Linked DNA regions of Pan troglodytes: region 1 is linked to region 2. A link is a contact called in public capture Hi-C data. All regions are on one chromosome and are shown on one strand. Each heading gives the region's core, a stretch centred on a gene start, on an enhancer-like site or on the middle of the called end of the contact. The rest is flanking DNA. Distances are from core to core; before and after follow the strand shown.

Evidence for each region. Capture Hi-C pulls out chosen DNA fragments and counts their contacts.
Region 1: a contact with region 2 is called in a capture Hi-C map of stem cell-derived neural stem cells, with 5 times the contacts expected there. The contact joins two enhancer-like sites. A contact is called at or near these places in 1 of 7 Hi-C or Micro-C datasets (stem cell-derived neural progenitor cells) and 1 of 1 other capture datasets (stem cell-derived neural stem cells).

The regions. Positions count from the first base shown.
Region 1 is chr4:82,361,787-82,368,306 of NHGRI_mPanTro3-v2.0_pri, forward strand. No RefSeq gene overlaps it. Among named protein-coding and RNA genes, the nearest start is that of CDH6, 770 kb to the left of the region's middle. Within about 2 kb of position 3,650, at least 1 of the 24 cell types and tissues checked has an H3K27ac peak or open chromatin away from gene starts, as enhancers often do. A contact at or near this core is called in stem cell-derived neural stem cells, where this site is marked.
Region 2 is chr4:81,361,546-81,368,686 of NHGRI_mPanTro3-v2.0_pri, forward strand. DROSHA (drosha ribonuclease III) reads left to right here. Exons shown (of 33, transcript XM_054684422.2): 27 at 1,192-1,297. Among named protein-coding and RNA genes, the nearest start is that of DROSHA, 110 kb to the left of the region's middle. Within about 2 kb of position 5,851, at least 3 of the 24 cell types and tissues checked have an H3K27ac peak or open chromatin away from gene starts, as enhancers often do. A contact at or near this core is called in stem cell-derived neural stem cells, where this site is marked.

The DNA of each region.
Region 1 (6,520 bases), core at 2,400-4,899, 1.0 Mb after region 2:
GAAAGAAGCCAGTCTAAAAGGGCTCCATACTGTCGGTTTCCAATTATATCACTTTCTGGAACAGGCAAAAACTAAGGAAAGAGTAAGGAGATCGAGAGTCTCCAGAGTTTGAGGTGCAGGAAAGAGGGATGAATAGGCAGAGCACAGGGGATTTTTAAGGCTGTCAAAATACTTTATATGATAGCATAAAGGTGGATACATGTCATTCATTATACATTTGCCCTATCCCACAGAATGTGCAATGTCAGTATTGAGCCCTAATGTGAACTAGGGACTTCAAATAATTATGATGTGTCTTAGTCCATTCTCACACTGCTATAAAGAACTACCTGAGACTAGGTAATTTATAAAAAAATAGGCTTAATTGGCTCATGGTTCTGCAGGCTGTACAGGCTTCTGCTGTTGGAGAGGCCTCAGGAAACTTACAATCATGGTGGAAGGTGAAGGGGAAGCAAGCACCATCCTCACATGGTAGAGCAAGAGAGAGAGAGAGAGAGTTAAAGGGGGAAGATGCTACATACTTTCGAGCAACCAGATCTCATGAGAACTCACTATCATGAGAATAGCAAGGGGGAAATCTGCCACCACGATCTAGTCATCTCCCACCAGGTCCCTCCACCAACATTGGGGATTACAATTCAACATGAGATTTAGCTGGGGAAACAGAGGCAAAGCATATCAATGTGTCAATGTAGGTTCATCAGGTATAACAAATGTATCACTCTGAGGGGGGATGTTGATAATGGTAAAGGCTATGCAAGCGTGGGGATAAGGAGTATACAGGGCATCTCTGCATCTTCCTCTCAATTTCCTGTGATTGTAAAATTGCTCTTTAAAAAAGTATTTTTAAAAAAATGATGGTCTTTAATAGTCACTGCCAGGCTTTCAGATGGAACCATAAAGTTCTAAAGGTGATTGAAGAATTGACCAGTCCCAAAAGACATTGAGGCTGGGTTCCAATGATCTCAATCTTTATTTGGAATATAATTGGATATCCATATCCAGATGCTTTATTGAAGAAAAATATGTTCTCTTTGAGTATCCTGGAATCCTTTTATTGATGCTATCTAAAAAAGTAAACAAATTCCACAAGACAAGAATTGACCATAAATCATGTTTAATAACTGACAAGAGAAAAAACTCCATTCTATATCTAGATAGGGTGGCACTTTAAAATAAATGTAATTAAATTTTCTAGTAATTAAATGACATTGTTAGGTATTTCAGAAAATAATTCAAAAGTATTAAAAATAGCTAATGGAAAATCGAGAAATAAAGTAACACTAACTGACTATAAAACCTATTCAGATGATAGAGTATTAGTGCATCAGAAGGTATGTTAGTAGAAAATATATTCACTGAAGTAAAGAAAGACAAAATGAGAAAAATATATAAGAGAGTGTAAGATAAATTTGGATCAAGGAGAAAAGTATTAACATGTATACAATCAGAGTCCAGAAGGAGAAGAGAGTGAGGATGGGTTAAAAATACCTATAAAAAAAATAGGTCAGAGTTTTTCTGAATTTTCTTGAACCACTAGAAATAAATGCAAAAATCCTAAGCACATTACAGCAAGTGTGCTGAAAACTAAAGGCAAAAAAAATTCATGCAAGTAGTCAAGGAGTAAAGACATATTGTCTTCCAAGGAGCAAAACTGAGATAAACAACCAATTTATTAACAAAAACAAGGAATGATGTTGTAAAGTATTTGAAAGCAAATTACTGCCAAATTAGATTCTTTATTCATGGGAATATTTATTTTGGGGGTGGGTAGAACATAATCTGAGATTTCATATCAGAGAGAAATGAAGAATGATGAGATGGTACACATATGTGTAAATCTAAATACCACTTGCATAAAACAAAGCAATAACATTTATGACATTTTAAACATACAAAATTGAAATATATGATAGTAATTGTACAAAATACAAAAAAGTAATTGTACAAAATACAAAAAAGAAGTTAAATGGAATTATATAGTGCCCTAGGATCCATCAATACCTAAGTAGTTATTAAAGTAGACTAATAAAATGAATAGCTAAAAAATCAAATAGAGAAGAAAATGAAAACACTTAATAAAGCTTAAATATATCAAAAGAAGAAGAAGAAAAAAGAACAAAGAGTAAGTGTTAAATCAAACAAAGCAGAAGGTAAAGTTCGACCTAAATACTAATTCATCAGTAATGACAGAGTAAAGAAACAGTTAAAAGACCTAGTATGTAATACTGGGGAATGCTAAATTATATACTACTTACAATATTCACACAAAAAATATAGGAATATGTAAAGGGAGATAATAAAGAATAAATAAAATAAAAGATGTGAGGCAAACAGTAACAAAAAGAAAGAGTGAGTTATACTAAATATCAGACAAAAAGCAAAAAGCATTATTTTAAATCGAGACATTGGAAATAACAAAAGTGTCAATTAACCAGGAAGATACAATTTTCTATATATCTAATTATACAGTATTACATGTATACAGCAGAAAACTATTGACTAAAAAAAATTTAACAATTCTGAAATCAGTAAGATATTTTAAGCTCTCAGTAAAAAAGGAGCAGCAGAAAAATCTGCAAAAATGTAGAGGATTTGAAAGCATAATAAACTAAATTGTTTGACTGCCATATACAGAACAATTGAACTCAAAAATCGCAAAATACTTATTCTTTTTAAGAATTCATGAAACACTGATGAAAATAACTTGTACTGAGATATAAAGCAGGTCTCAACACATTTCAAAGCACTGACAACATACGTTATGCTCTCTGACCACAGTTAAGGTAAAAACTAATACAGAAAAGTAAACAGAAGATCCTTATATATTTGGAAATTAACAGATACACTTTTAAAGTCTGTGGTCAAAAAAAACACCTCACAATGGAAATGATTTAATATTTTTAATAAGTGAACATTAAAATGCTACATATCAAAACTGGAAAAATGTCACTGAGACAGACCTTAAGCATAAATGTAGAGCTGAAATATACATTTTATACAAAGGCTGAAATAAAAGTTCTAAGCAACCGTTTTAATGAGTTAGCAAACGATCTGCAAATTATCCCTGTAAGGAGAAGGGAGGAAATAATAAACATAACAATTACTGAAATAGAAAAGAAATTAATAATAGAAACAGCTAACAAATACAAAAGTTGATGTTTTGCAAAGATCAATGCAATTCTAAACCTGTAGAAAGAATGCTTTAAGAAAATGAAAACAAACAAAAATGGGTATCAGGAATGAATCAAGGACATTGTTACGTCATAAAAGCCTGCCAATATTCTTCAAATATACTCTATTTTGGTTATATTAACTTCTGTAATCCCAATTAGCATTACCTGTTGATTATAGTGAAAGTTAAAACAGGGCTTCAAATTTTTTGACACTTATTCCATTAAGCTGTAGGAATTTTGGTCCTTTCTCCTTGAATTTCACTGAGCTTGTGAAGACTTTGACCTACAGAGCAGGGTAGGAGTGATGCCATGTTACTTCTAAGGACAAGTCATAAAGAGCCCAGCAGCTTCCTATTGTTTACTGGGAATCGTTACAACAGGAATTTGAAGTCACCGCATAAGCAGTCTGACTAGAAGCCAACTCCCCGTGCAAAGGACGTGTGCAGTTGCTCTGGCCACAAGCCAGCTGTGCTCACCTTCAAGTCACCCTGGACCAGGTGTTGGTGGAAAAGCCTCCACACGACTTCAGCTCTGAGCTCAGGGAGTCACCCGCAGTTATTCTAGTCTTCTCAGCTGAGGCCCAGATAGTCTAAAGCAGAGAAAAGCTTTATTTCCTGTGTCTCTGTGTGAATTTAGGAGCTTAACAAAATGGTGGTTGTTTTATCCCTCTAAGTTTGGAGGTGTTTTGTGATGAAGCAATCGATAACTGAAAGACCTAGCACTTTAGGAGGCCGAGGCGGGTGGATCACGAGGTCAGGAGATGGAGACCATCCTGGCTAACAGGTGAAACCCCGTTTCTACTAAAAATACAAAAAATTAGCTCGGCGTGGTGGTGGGCGCCGGTAGTCCCAGCTACCCGGGAGGCTGAGACAGGAGAATGGCGTGAACCCGGGAGGCGGAGCTTGCAGTGAGCCAAGATAGCGCCACTGCACTGCATCCTGAGCGACAGAGCGAGACTCTGTCTCAATAACAAAAAACAAACAAACAAACAAACAAAAAACCACCTAGAATCAGAGCATTGCCACTTAAATGATCTCCTGCATCCATTTTGCCATTACATCACTTATAAAATGGAAATCCGAGTTAAATTTTAAAATGGCAAGTCTGCTCGTGTTTCACCCTTTTACAATCTTTAATTGGACTTTCAATGCTCTAAGCAAAACAGAGAAAAATATTCATTGTGGCTTACAGAACTTTCTCTGGTTTCTACACTTGCTTACCCTGTTTATACAGATCAGGTGAGGCTACTCTGCTATATACTCTTACAAAATACATATTTTTAATCATTATTCTAATTATAATTTTACATGCATTTGTGAGATTATGTGACTAGTGCTGTTCTCTTATTAAGCTCTAAATTTTTGAGGGCAAAACCTATTTCAGGTTCTGGTCATGATTTTATCCCAGGCACCCAGCCCACTGCCTCGCCTAAAGTATGTGGTCAATAAATATTCCTTATTGCAGGTGTTTTTGAAAAATAGTAACCCAGAGAAAATCTGAAGTGGCATTTTAAAAGGACCTGTTCGAGCTCAAAAAAGGATGGCTTAAGATGCTAGAAAGAGGAGAGAAAAAAGGAAATAGAGAAAAAATCTTAAAAAGGCTGCTTTTAGTAAATACTTGTTTAAGTAAATACTTGTTTGCAATTTATGAGAGAATTTATTGGAGAAGATCGAGGTAGGGTTAGGTCAATTGATCATTGAGCAAATATAATTCCAGGACTCCTAAATGAAAAGTAGAGGAAAACACAATTTGCCAAAATTTGTGCAGGAGAGGAGTTAAGATGGAATTAATAATTTTTAGAGAAGGGAGATTTTGACATCTGCTTCAAACTAACAAGACTCCCAAACAAGAACAATTTTGATACTGTCATTTATATGCCTATCACAATTACAACCATATAAAAAGATGCATGTCTATGGCATAATAAAATACTTAAACTTGCCAAATGGAATGAGGCAGGAGTGTCAATCAAAACACTCACTATATTACGGAATTTTTTTTCTTGTATTAATGACGCTTGATAAAAAAAAATAAGGAATCTATGTGACAGAACAGATTTTTAAAATTAAGCTGGGTGCACTTTTGCTGAAATACTAATTCTAATAAGGATATAGAAAAATTGGAGTTTTGAACACAGGGCACTTTGCAGTTAAGATGTATCACCTGATGCCACTGAGAACAACAATATAGGAATTTTAAAGATTCATAGAAGTGACAATATAGCTAAGATGATTTAACATGACTAGTTCAAGACAGATGTGTCCAATAAAACATTGTATTTATCATATCAATTGGATATTTCTTTGATGGAATCTATTTTGAACAGTAATGAATTAAAAGTTAAAGAAAATATGAAATCAAGGTGAAGCATGTCACAAATGTCTTTGTGATGATTTCCTGTCTACGATTATATCGCCTAACTTACTGAATGGTTAGTCAAGTAACTAAAAATATGAAACTACCCTACTGATTTATTTCTACTTATTTGGACAAAAAGGAAAGACTCTTCTGTGGAATGAGCTGTGGTTGTAGGAATAGAAGGGAAATCCTGCCTAGACAGTGAGTGAAGGAAAAAGAAAATGAAAATAGTTGCCAGAAATACAGGAAAATAAAATAAATTAAATGATTGGTGCCCTAAATTTGAAAGGCGTGGTGTTGGAATGCTTTTATTTGTGGAAGAAAATAAATATAATTTCTCGTTTCACCTCATCCTCATACTAGCACAGTGGCATTATTGTTATTGCTGGTATTATTCCACTTCAGTAATGGTAATTGTAGCAGCAGCAGTAGTACTAGCATTAATAACAGTAATTGTAGTAGTAACAGTAGTAGTAGTTTTTATAACAACACAAGTGGTTTTCTAGTACTGGTTTTCTAGTACTGGTGGTTGTAGAGGTGGTAATTTTTATTATTGTTATAGAATTCAAATTCATAGCAGGGATCAAATGATACACTGAAAAGGCTTGATTGAAGACAGTTTCATGAAGGATTATCTATAGTTTCATGGACCGAATACATGGAACCAACAGGAGACAACCAAGAGACTAGCAACATTAAAAGCAGTCTTGAGCCTGGTCCTAGGGAGGAATGTGAACTGAGTGAGTGAGAGTTAGTATCATAGATGAGCCACGTACAGGCCTGTGACTCAAGATAACTGATGTTAGCTACTTGATGGAAGCAACTCAGGTGTAGGGGTGATAAATACTTCAAATACTCTCTCCTCCTGCTGTCTGATGTCCTGGAATGCCTCCCAGGGGCAGCCAACAGAAAGCCACGGACAAGTTTGCTCAAGTGTTGCATTCCACAGACAGCAACCTCCCAGGGCATGAAACAGGACAGAGAAG
Region 2 (7,141 bases), core at 4,601-7,100:
TATTTTAGGTTTTGTGGGCCATGTGGCCTGTGTGCAGTGATTCGACTCTGCCATAGTAGCATCAAAGCAGCCATCGATGAAATGCAAATGAGTGAACATGGCTGTGTTCCAGTAAAACTTTATTCTTAGAAACAGTCCGTGGGCTGGATTTGGCTCTCTGACCCCTGCTCTAGATGAATGATTTGAAGGTGAGCTAGTGAAACAATTAAGAAGCAAAATTTTACTTCTTTGGGGTTGTTTTTTGTTCATTTTTTTACTCCCCTCTTCCAAACCAAATATTTCCAACTCTCTTTAACCTGTAAAGATGAAAGATTCTTATCATAGATTTTTTTTGTTTTTAAATTTGGATTCCAGCTTTGAATAATGGAGTATGTTATTTCTTTTTCTTTTTCTTTCTTTCTTTCTTTTTTTTTTTTTCTGACAGATCTCACTCTGTTGTGAAGGCTGGAATGCAGTGGCATGATTACGGCTCACTGCAGCCCTTGACCTTCAGGGCTCAAGCACTCTTCCTGCCTCAGCCTCCTGAGTAGCTGGGGACTATAGGCGTGTGCTACCATGCCTGGCTAATTTATATATATATATATACACACACACACACACACACACACACACACATATATACACACACATATGGCAAATTTTTATATATATGGCATATATATATATATATATATTTTTTTTTTTTTTTTTTTTTATTGTAGAGATGGGGTTTCTTCATGTTGCCAGGCTGGTCTCAAACTCCTGGGCTCAAGTGATCCACCTGCCTCAGCCTCACAAAGCACTGGGATTAGAGGCATGAGCCACTGCACCCGGCCAGAGTATATATTTCAATAAATTTAGCAAAGAAAATTCTTGGACCTGTTTGCTTTCTTTCAAGATTGTTGTTTGTATTATGCTTGATTTTTCAATTTATGCTGTTCAGCTTCTGACCAGGCAGTGTTTACCAGTCTTTATTTTGGCAATCGTTTAATCCTTAGATAATATTCACTTTATTCTTCTTTAAAACTCAGCCTATATTAACTCAGATCTCTTCTCAATCGAGGGGCCTTAGGGAATTGTATTTGGTTTTGTGCTTTAAAACAAAATGAACTCATTGTCTTTTTAAGTCATTCCTTTTTTAAAATTCTGGGTGTTTTTTTGGAAATCCATAAATGGTTATTGATTTCTTTACTTTGATGTTTCTTTTTCCAGAGGCCACAATCAGAGAATGGAATTCCTAGGTGACTCCATAATGCAACTGGTAGCCACAGAGTACTTATTCATTCATTTCCCAGATCATCATGAAGGACACTTAACTGTGAGTTGGTTAAATCACTTCCTCCAATAAGATTGCTGTAAAGCAGAGTGAAGATTAGAGGGGTCAAATATATATCTATGTAATTAATTTCTTACTCTTAATGACTTTAGCTTATCATATGGCTTTGTTCATTTCATTGTGCAAATTGTATACAAAGCACATATGCAATGAGAGCTCATTTTATACTCCTTTATTTACTGACTGCCTACTCTGTGCAAAATATTGAGCTAGGCCCCATGGAAGGAACAAAGATAAGTTGACACCAAGTCTGTTTACAAGGAGCTTAAAAATTATTAGAGGAGATTAAAGCTTAAATAAATAACCATAAAATAAACACTGTATATATATCATGAGTTTATACATGTAGATACACACTATAGAAAGCATAAGTTACTATAACTAAATGCAAGGTAGAACATGTTAAATATTATAAAGAAGCCTAGGTAAATTGCTGTACTTGTGCAGTTTAGGAAAATACGAGGTTTCTTCTATCTGTGGAGTTCAAAGAAGGCTTCATGGGTATAATGATGTTTGAGCCTTTAAAGATGGTTAGGATTTAGCCATTGGGATTTGGTGGGAAGAAATGTCTATGCAAGGGCAGTACACACACTGGGACTGCAGAACGAAAAGGCATGGCATAAAAAAAATGAGAAGACTGAGAGGCAGTAGGGACTTAGTTTGGTTAGACCATGGCAGAGTTGAAAGGGAGTTACAGAGACAGGTTTGATTTATAAACAAAGTGAAATGGTCCCTATGCCTCTTACTTTGGTTTCATTTTATAAAACTTTTGTGAGCTTTTTTATTTGTTGCGTACTGTTTTTACTCTGTGAAACCAATCAATAATATCCTGAAATGGTGAACAAAACATCCAGAAGGAGGTCATGATGATCTCTTAAGGCACAATGAGTAACCTTTGAGAAGTCCCTTGAGGACTGGACATTGAGAAAGCAAATACTTTATTGGGCAAAGAAAAATACTGGTACACTGCAAGATACTTAGTGCAGTCTGTCTTTAGTATGTTGAAGCAAATAACAAGTCTTTCAAACTTTGCATCTCTACAGTTTTTATGTGTGTTCTGCTTTGAATAGAATTGGATTTTATCTTTGTAACCGTGAGCCCTGGAAATAGTTTATGTGAGACATAAATATTGGAACTAGAGAGAATATGGTGACTTGGCTGTTTAGATGTCATTTTTCAGTGGAATTTCTAAGCCTAGCATTCATTCACTCGATGAGTATCTCTTGAGTTCCATCATAAGTGCTGAGGAATCAGCAGTACTCTTTTTTTAATTAACAGTTTGATTACCATTTAAAGTTAACAGTTTTTAGGTGGACAAGAAAGTATCTTTTTCATGACTTAATATTAAATTCATAAACTATAAACATTTTTGAGAAATGAACTATAGTATCTTACTGTTCATTAGAAAAACAATAAATTGCATGTTCAATATCCTCTGACACTTCATACGTGTCAGAGTATCTGGTTGGCCCGAGAAATGGCCAAACCAACTAAATAGTTTGAAATAGTAATTCATCTTAGGGCCCTATAGAGGCCACTTTTGAAAATGTTTGCTTTAAATACACACATTTCCCCTGGTATTCCTACAAAATTAATTGTGAATGCTAAGATCTTATAGAGATGGGAAGTTTATTGTTTCCCACCTGCTGACCGTGTACATTTCCCCTCCCACCCCACTCCCCCACCCCCAGCATTGAACAGTACAGAAACCAAAACTCAGAAAGGCGTGAGTCCTGTCCATGATCTAGAGAAAGGTAAAACTAGGACTAGATGAGAGACTCTAGTTCTGTGTTCTTTCCAAAGTCACTTCAATGCCAGAAGTGTAGTTTTATCCAAAATGTATTTAACAGCCCTGCTGTCTTAATATTAGAAAGTTTTTGACTAGCTTATTACAGTGATGTTGACAAATGATAAAATTATGTGAAGGCTTTTTGAGTTATATTCAAAGAATGCTTTGGTAGAAATTAGCAGGATCAGCAGATCTGCGGGCAAGACAAAGACAAAGAATAAGCTAAATGCAGATTCTAACAGATACCAACTCCCATTAACATTAACATGGCTGCTCCCTCCTCCTTTTTGAAACACAAGCTTTGTTGGCTTCTGTCACGGTGCACTTTCCTGGGTTTCCTCTTTAGCTACTCTTTCTCAGCCTGCTTTGCAGACACATCTTAGTCTCACAGCTAATAAACAGTCCATGTCTAAAATGCTCACTCTTAGGCCATGTTCTTTTTTTAATAGAGACTCTCCTACCAGTCTTTTCAATGTGTGTCATCAGTTTCATCTTACTGGCAGATGACTTCTAAACTGATCTCTTCAGTCCTGTCCCCCTTCTGAGTTCCAGCCCTAGCTGCCTTCTCAACATCTCAACATGTGTAAGACTGAATTTGTAGTCTCCTGCCTGGGTCCTTGTCCAGTATTCCCTGAGTAATTGAATGGCGGCACCACCCATTCAGTGTTGCATGTCAGAAACCTAGGAGACATCTTGAATGCCTCTCTCTATCTCCCTTTTCTATATCCCAGTCCATTCACAAGCCCTGACAGTGTTACTCCTCGAGTATTTCTTGAATTTATCCTCTTCCTTATGAGCTTTTTTCTGTCACCCACATCCTCCCTACCTGCCTTACTCACCTGGACCACTGCAGTTTAATTTCTGCATAACTATCGATACGTTACAAGGGCCAGGTATGGTGGTTCATGCCTGTAATCCCAGCACTTTGGGAGGCCAACCTGGGAGGATTGCTTGAGCCCAGGAGTTTAAGACCAGCCTGTGCAACATAATGAGACTCCATCTCTACAATAAAATAAAATACTAGCTTGGTAGAGTGGCATGCATTTGTAGCCCCAGTTACTTGGGAGGCTGAAGTGGGAGGATCGCTTGAGCCCAGGAGCTGTGGTTGCACCACTGCACTCCAGGCTGGGCAACAGAGCAAGACTCTCCTCTCTCTGTCTCTCTCTCTCTCTCTCTGTGTCTCTCTCTCTCTCTGTCTCTCTCTCTCTGTCTCCCTCTCTCTCTCTCTCTGTGACACACACACACACACACACACACACACCACACACACAGAGTTACAGTGTGATTGATAGAGACCCAGTTGAAAGAAGTGACGTTTATTAAATTGCAAAGGATAGGAATCTGAAGGTTGTGTTCATGCAAAACATAAGGCAATGCAGCATCTTCCCGTGAGAGGAGTGGGCTCCTGGAGTCCCCAGGTGTCTCCTGGATGTATCCTAATATTTGAAAAGCCTGCCTTTGCTGTTCTTACGGGCATTTTTGAACTCTGAGAGATGGACAGCCTCTCAGGCAGAAATCCTTCAAGAGGCCCAGATCTCAGGCCTTTGTGAAGTCATTTTTGCAGCTTCCTACCCTCGTCTTCCTATGTCAACTCATGCCCCTGCCCAATCCATTTTACATGCTGTAGTCAAAGGAGTCTCTTCACAACAAATCTACGTTGGCCTTTCATCTACAGTGACTACACTGTGACGACACCAGCCATTCATCTTCAGTCCCATTTGGTTGTTTCTCTTCCTCTCTCCACCTCTTAACATTGGAGTGGCCCAGTTCTCAGTCGTCAGACCTCCTCTCTGTCAACTTCTGCTCCGTAAGTGATCTCATTCTGTCTCATGGCTTTGAATACATCTTTACACTACTTCCTAATTTGTGTCTTTGGCCTTTTCCCTTTCCTTTTTCTTGTACATTTGTTTAAGTTCTGTGTAGATTCTGACCACTTTTATGATTATCACCCGGTCTGAGCCACTGTAGTCCAGATTATTAGCCATAACCTCCCAAATGATTCATACCCCGCGCCCCAGTCAATTTTCAGCACATCTAGAGGGATCATTTTTAAAGAGAAGCCGGATTACATTCCTCTTCTGCACAAAACCTCCCAAACCTTCCCATCTCAAGAGTAAAAGACAATGTTGTTACAGTCACCTTATATGAACTGGCTCCCTATCTCTGACTGTTTTTCATAAGACTCTTCACATTGGCCTGTATGCCAGTTCCTGCAGGACACTAAGCAAGCCCTTGCCTCAGGGCCTTTGCAGTGCATTTTATCTGGCTGCAGTATTGTTCTCCTGGTAATCTATACAGCCAAATCGCTCACCTCCTTCAGGTCTCTGTTCAGATGTCATCTTATCAATAAGGCCTTCCTTAACCTACCCTGAATAAATAGGCAACCACTTCCCCTTGTCTCTAGCACACCTTCTCAGCCTGGAACCTCTCATGCCTTTCTCCTCCTTAGCATATAGTATGTAATGTACTTGTTTACTCTCTGTCTTCTCCAATCAGAGTGTAAACTCCATGAAAGCCAGGGTTTTTGTTTGTTTTCTCCATTCCTGATTCCTTGGTCCCTGGGAAGTACCTGGCATATCAGTGCTCAGCAAGTATGCTTTGACTGAATGATCATCCTATCCCAGCTTAACTCTCTACAGTTGCTCTTCAGATAGTTTCTAAAGAACAGGCAAAGCCCTGGGTGGTCTGGCCTTGCCCGCCTGCCCAGCCTCATACCACAGGCTCTTGTTCTCGCTCTGCACCTCTGCACTGAGCTGCTATTTGCATTTCTCCAGGCCTCCTCCTGCCAGCAGGCCTTTGTGTATGCTCTTCCTCTCCCTGGAAGCTGTTCTGTTCTAGCCCTTACTTTTATGTGCCTGGTATCTTCTACTCTTCCTTTAGATGTCCTTTCTGGTGTGACTTCTGGATGCGGGAAACTTTCCCTGACCACCCTTACCCATCCCGCCCCCCCCCCCATCAAAATTCTGTGTTGTTTTCCTTCCTGGCCTTTACCTCAGTTTGCCTACCCCAATGGACTAGAAGTTCTTTGAGAGCATGTTTTTGTTCATCACTGTATGCTCAGCAGTGCCTGGCATATGATAGGCCCTCAGTACATCTTTGCTAAATAAATAGAAGAGTGACAATTGTGCAGTCAGCTAAGTCAAGAGGGAAGAGGCAGTGGCACTGGAGGGAAGTGGACTGTTGCTTTATATATAAGGGAAGAAGCGGAAGGCTTACTTATGAGTGTCTAAGGATTAAAATTAATTTAAAATTTGGAGAGGATTACTTATTGCAGTTGCATTGGTTGGGGGATGGCAAATGATTCATTATTGTGATTAAAGAGCACACAGCTACAGTAATTCACATTGGGAGGCATTAATTAGCTTTGAGCCATTCCCTTGCACACTTAAAGGGAATAAGGACAATTGAGCAAATGTAATATGGCTTTCAAGTTTTGAATGCTGATGGGGAAAAACATTCTGTTCTGTAAGTTGGCTATTCAAAAGGCCTACTCGGGAAGGAGTGTTAGGCTTATCCAATTGTTCTAGGATAACCGAGTTTGCATTGGGTTATAGAGGGAAGAAGTTCTGTTTCCTATGCTGAAGTTTTTAGTTTTTAGGTTGGTGTATGCAGTAGGGTCAAGGTATAAATTGTGAGAACACCTTAAATTAAGTGTTTACACAGGCCAGGATGCCTGTAATGTAACCCTTGGAAATCTTAAGCCATAGGAGTTTTCTCCTCTGTATCATTCTTCTTTCTTAGCCTTTACTCTTTGCTAAAAATAGTTGCTAATCTCCATGCCTGCTGTGTTCAAGGCACTGTACCCAATGGTGGCATGCACTATAGTGGTGATGAACCTACAGTTTTTGTTTGTTTTTAATGATTTGGGATCATGGGAAAGAGAGCAAGGATTACAGATAAAAAGCTCAAGAACCAGTGATCTAATCCTGCCCTGATGCTTCCACACAGCACTGAGCATAAATCATTCAGACAAACAGGTATTTTATCTAAAAGATCTCGTTGAGAAGATAGATTCCACAGCCTCCTGTTTGAGGATT